Regions from separate parts of the Mus musculus genome. Here region 2 is linked to region 1. Evidence: chromatin contacts called from public Micro-C data. All regions are on one chromosome and are shown on one strand. The core of a region is the stretch at or near the end of the contact, and the rest is flanking DNA. Distances in the headings are between cores, read along the strand shown. Region 1 overlaps Hivep3 (human immunodeficiency virus type I enhancer binding protein 3). Region 2 overlaps Hivep3 (human immunodeficiency virus type I enhancer binding protein 3).

Region 1 (2,700 bases), core at 169-2,668:
GTCAGGAGTTCAAATCCCAGCAACCACATGATGGCTCACAACCATCCGTAACGAGATCTGACTCCCTCTTCTGGAGTGTCTGAGGACAGCTACAGTGTACTTACATATAATAAATAAATAAATCTTTAAAAAAAAAAGAAAAAAAAAGAAAAAAAAAAACAATTTAAGAGATGCTATGCTGAAAACAGCCAGGTCCGGTGGGCCAATTCTCACAAGATTCATGCTAGGAAGAATCGACAGAAACCTCCAGCTTGAACTGAGTGGTACCTGAGGAGGGCCACACAACCCTGTCCAGGGGCTGCCTGCATCAGTCTGGAGGGCATATGTCCTCATTCCTTCTGGCAGTTGTGCTCTGCAAACAGCTTCTCCCTAGCTCAGGGACAGCCAGGGACCCAGGCATTGGTGCCTGCACTGCTGATCCACTGCGTTCATAATGTGTCCACAGTAGCCATGTGCAGAGGCTTCCAGGAGGTTCATTTGCTCTCTCAAAGCAAAGAAAGGTTGGGATGAAGGGCTGAGCTGTCCCAGGTGCTGGTCAACAGGACTAAGGACTCCTTTACTCCACACATGGGCCTGCTTCTCTCCCCTGGAGCCCGAGTGGTCTTGAGTTTTGTTTTCTCTCAGAGAGTGCTATACCAGGTATGGCCATGCTGTAAGAGTCCTAGAAGCTTCACTGTCCTGGGAATCCTGAGCCCAGCACATTGTGGGGAAATCTGGTATGATGGCTGGTGGGTAAGAATCCATGTGGGGGTCACCAGGTGCTTCAGCTTGGAGCCAGCACCCAGACCGGACGCATGTGGGTGGGACTTTCTTCTTTGTCCAGTCCAGCTGAATGCAGCTGCGGGGTGAGTCTATCCTAGACCAGCAGAGCTATCAGCCAGATCTGGGAGCCATAAATGTCACAGCTTCAGCCTACTGAGTTTGGGACCATCTTCATGCGACACAAACGAATGAAGGGAAATAGAACACAAAGCCTAGCAGGGAGCTATTGAGAGGTCAGTGCTCTTAACCGCTAAGCCATCTCTCCGGCCCGGCATTTCTAATTTATGTTTAGGTAAATAAAGTTTGATGTTCCTCTCTGGTTCTGTAGGGAACCTACAGAAGCAAGGCAGCACCTACTTCACTAAGTCTGCAGAGCTCCCTGGGTGTTGTGGATACAAGGACCGAGGAGGCTACCACACAGAGGTAACAAGCATGACAGCATGGCTAAGGACACACTCTGAACGTGGTGGGTCAGAAGCCGAAGCACAGAAGCCTTGCTGTGGCCCCTGCCTGCCACTGAGCTCCACAGCAGCTGTTTGCAAAACAGAGCTGGCACTGGCTGCTGGAGGTGAGAGGCTGGGCTGGGCTGGGCTGGGCTAGGCTGGGCTGGGCCCTTTCTGCCTTCTCCGTGAAGTCCTGGGCAGTCCCTTCCCTGAAACAAGGAAGAGATTAGCTCCTTTGCTTCTGATCCTTTCCCCTCCCTTTCTCCTCCATTATCCAGCCCTGAACCGTGACTGGGCAAAAGAGACTATGATTAATGCAATCTGCACTCTCATAATTACCAGGTGGAGTTAAATGATGGCCCCAAAGAACTTAGAGCACAATGAAAGAGGGTTGGGAAAGAGGCAGTGCCATTTAGATTTTCCTGGGGTCAGAGGGGAGACTAAAGTCTGAAGGTGCAGGGAGCCTATCCTGAGCCCCTAAGGAGGCAGGGACTTCAGGAGGAGGAGGTGAAGAGAGGACTTAGTGCAGGGTAGGAGGATGAAGAAGGCATAATATGGGCTGGGAAGATGGTGGCATGGATAGAGGGCTTACTGTGCAAGTGTGGAGGCCAGGGTTCAAATCCCTAACGCTAATGTAAAAAGCTGGGCAGAGGTGGCAGCCGGGCAGCAGCCTGTGATCCCAGAGTTAGAGTTCAGAACGTGGAGAGAGATGATCACTGGGGCAAGCTGAGTAGCTAGACTTGTCTAATCAATGAGTCCTAGATGAGCATTAGCAAATAATGTAGGAAGTGATTGAAGAAGGCACTAAACTCTCCGTCAACAAAACTATACTTAGGCCTGCACACATGTGAGCCCAAAAGTATATGAATACAAACACACATCACACACTGTACGCACACATACATATACCACGCACACACCACCCACCACACACACACAAACATATCATATACATATATACTACACACATACATATGCACACCACACACACATACACACACCACACACATACACACCACACATATGCACACTACATGTATACCACACACACACACGCTACACATGCTACACACACACACACACCTCATATACATATACACTACACACATACATATGCACACCACCCACACACACACACACACACACACACACACACACACACACACTACACACATACCACATTACATACCACACACACCTATCACATACACACACCACACGTGTACACCACAGACACACACACACACACGTACACATGTACACACCTCACATAAAGGCACAATAGCAAGGAGCAAAAGTCCCCTCCCCTGCCACAGGTAATTCCTTGGGAATCATCACTCCCCTCCTCTCTGAGGTTTCCTCTGTCCTTCTTCCACAGTCTCCAGAGTGATGTCGTTCTTCCTGATCTGTCCTGTCCAGCCCCATCATGGCACTACACAGAGAACTAGAGCTACTGAGTCTTAAGAATGCTGCTAGAGTAGTGGATCTCAACCTG
Region 2 (2,700 bases), core at 37-2,536, 190 kb before region 1:
AGCCCTTCCTCAACAGTAAGGCAAATTCAGAGAGCTGGGTGTAAGCCAGCAGGCACGGTGCTCCTAGGTACTCCCAGACACTGCCTGGAAAACTCAGGTTTTGTTCAGGTGTAAAAGTGGCAGGGGACACGGAGAGGGGACATTAGGGTAGTCCACAGGGGCCAACACTGTGGACAAAAGCATTGCTCCAGGACCAAGTCAAGAAGAGACTTGATATGGTATTATGGAAACCATCTATGGTGTGCCAGGGCAGGGACCTCAGAGGTTCACCAGGCAGGGCTAGCACTCATTTCTGAAGATCAGGTGGATCAGACAAAGGGTAGAATCCATAGGCAGCAGAAAGTGAAGGAACCTGGGCAAGTTAGAGAGAGGCTGAGTTAACACTGCAGGTAAGAGCCACAGTGGGCTCTGCAGGAACAACCATGTGGAAAGATGCCCAGTGGCCCTAACACTGGAGGGTAGGATGCAGGGGATAAAGGGAGAGAGAAGCCATTCTGAGCCCTTGACTACTTCACATACAGACACCAGAATCTAGGGACCGTATGGAATCCAGAAGAAGGCATCTGAGGTGATGTTGAGGTTAGAGTGTGAAGGCTTCATCATCGGAAGTTCAAAGGTTGGAGGAGATACCATGTGTGGTGGTTTGAATGAGAATGACCCCATCTTTGAATGCTTGGTTCCTAGTGGCGGGGGGGGGGGCGTTTAGGAAGAATTAAGAGGTGTGGCCTTTTTGAAGGTTTGTCATTGGGGAGCTCACTGCAGACATAATGTTCTCTCTCTCTCTCTCTCTCTCTCTCTCTCTGCCTACTGCCTCTAAATAAGATGTGAGCTCTCGGCTACTGCTCCAGCACCATGCCTGCCTGCCTGCTGCCATGCTCCCTGCCATGATAGTCATGGACTCACGCTCCGAAACTGTAAACAAATCTCCAATTAAATGCTTTCTTTTATAAATTGCCTTAGTCACTGTCTCTTCACAGCAGTAGAAAAGTAACTAAGACTATGATTGGGAAGTGCGGGCCTTGCTTAGCTGTACCGAGTTTGTAAGTGTCCTAGGCAAAGATGCCATAGGTGTCCGAGAAAAGGTCTGGAGCTCAGAGTGAGGGCCCAGCTCTGATCCCAGACATTGCAGCAAGAGTAATGAGAAGTCTGAAGCCAAAGAGTAGGATGATGTCAGCAAGACAGGCAACCTTGGCAAGAATCCAAGAGTCTCAGTGGTCACCTGGAGAGCTCTGACCAGCCTACTTTATATACCAGCTGTCAAACCACCCTGTCCACCTCACCCAGACTGGCCCTCCAGCTGTCTGTCACCCCACCCTGTCCACACCACCCAGCCTGGTCCTACAGCTCTGGGAAGCCCCCTGTGGGTGCTGTGGGTATCTCGGCCCCGATGGTCCCTACCTCAGAACAGGGTTTTGTATTGCTACCTTGCTTTGGTCCACAAGCAGCTTAAGTACTGAATAACAGTTTGATACTAACTAGGTCACTATAACGTCTAGCCTAAAGCTCCTACAAGGCACAGATTAAGTCTATCCTCCATGATGGATTGACTAATTGGTCAACTGCTAGACTGAGAGTCAAGGAATGTGGCTGGTGATCCAAAGACTTGAGGAAGCTAGACACACAAAACACCCATCTTTCTATACTTGGCTTATTAGATTAACATGTGAACAGGCCCTGTTTGTACCTGCACAGATGCCATGGAGAAATTACCCACTAGCAGATGCATACGAAGCAGACCAGAGTCCCACCAGCGCGACTGACTGAATGTTTTAAGTTCTCTCAGGATCAGAGATGACTGGGATTGTCCATCCTTACTCCCACGGTCTTAGAGTACACAACTCTGTAGTCAGTGGACGAGACTCCAGGGCCAAGGAGGGTGCATTAGCAGCTGGCAAACTATAGAAGTTACGTACCAATCCTTCCTCCCAGCCCCATGCTCCCAAAATAAGACTCAGACTCAAAATATATTTACAAATACCTTGGCCACATAGCTAGGCTCTACTCTGACTAGAATTCATATCCTAAGATACCTGTTCATTTATTTTACCCTACATTCTATCATGCAGCTGGTTACTGTGCTCAGGTACCATGTCTGTCTCCTCATATCTTCCCAGGCCGATCTCCCACACCTGTCTCTATCCCAGAATCTCTCCCGCCTCCCAGATATCCGACCTTCTATTTCCTGCCTAAGTCTTGGGCTTTTTCATTGACAGGTGATGCATCCATACATTACACAAGATATTCTCTCTACAGCAGACAGTTCTGCCTCCCTCTCTGGGCTCTTGCTGGACTCTGAGCAGGCCTCATTACAGACCCTTTACCAGTATGTACTGCTGTGAAACAAGATATTGTAAGTGTTAAAGAGAGAGAAAGAAGAAGGCAATGAGGCTAAGAAGAAACGGTTAGTGTAGACTGGCCTTAAGCATGTGTTCAGGATCCTGGAATAGGTGCACCCTTGGTGACAGATGAGACAAGCACTTGGTGAGTCCTGGTCCCATTCATGAGACGCTGTGGAGGTGTCCTCAGATAGGTATCAACACAAAATGCTCCCCCTTTTCATATCAGCAAATATTCCTAGTGGGTAGCACCGAGCCCATGAAAGAAGAGGTTTACCAGAAGCGAGGGTAGGAAGCACAGTAGATCTTAGAGTCAGGGTGAGGGGCAGCTGAGCTGAGGATGGAAAGAACCTGATTATCGATA

What was found. A called contact is a pair of places that touch in the nucleus more often than the background predicts.
Region 2: a Micro-C map of the AtT-20 cell line shows a contact between it and region 1, with 6 times the contacts expected there. The contact joins two enhancer-like sites. A contact is called at or near these places in 4 of 39 promoter capture datasets (the C10 cell line, hippocampal neurons, liver and 1 more), 7 of 15 datasets of contacts at CTCF or cohesin (CD8 T cells, the NIH/3T3 cell line, embryonic stem cells and 4 more), 189 of 484 Hi-C or Micro-C datasets (the 4T1 cell line, the 63-12 cell line, 8-cell embryo and 99 more), 22 of 115 datasets of contacts at active chromatin or transcription factors (the 230-238 cell line, CD8 T cells, the NIH/3T3 cell line and 15 more) and 4 of 9 other capture datasets (adipose tissue, embryonic stem cells, embryonic tail and 1 more).

The regions. Positions count from the first base shown.
Region 1 is chr4:119,913,084-119,915,783 of GRCm38.p6, reverse strand. The region is part of intron 1 of Hivep3 (human immunodeficiency virus type I enhancer binding protein 3); the gene reads right to left. Among named protein-coding and RNA genes, the nearest start is that of Hivep3, 100 kb to the right of the region's middle. Within about 2 kb of position 1,418, at least 12 of the 459 cell types and tissues checked have an H3K27ac peak or open chromatin away from gene starts, as enhancers often do. A contact at or near this core is called in the AtT-20 cell line, where this site is marked.
Region 2 is chr4:120,105,102-120,107,801 of GRCm38.p6, reverse strand. All of the region lies in intron 5 of Hivep3 (human immunodeficiency virus type I enhancer binding protein 3), which reads right to left. Among named protein-coding and RNA genes, the nearest start is that of Gm36215, 32 kb to the right of the region's middle. Within about 2 kb of position 1,286, at least 4 of the 459 cell types and tissues checked have an H3K27ac peak or open chromatin away from gene starts, as enhancers often do. A contact at or near this core is called in the AtT-20 cell line, where this site is marked.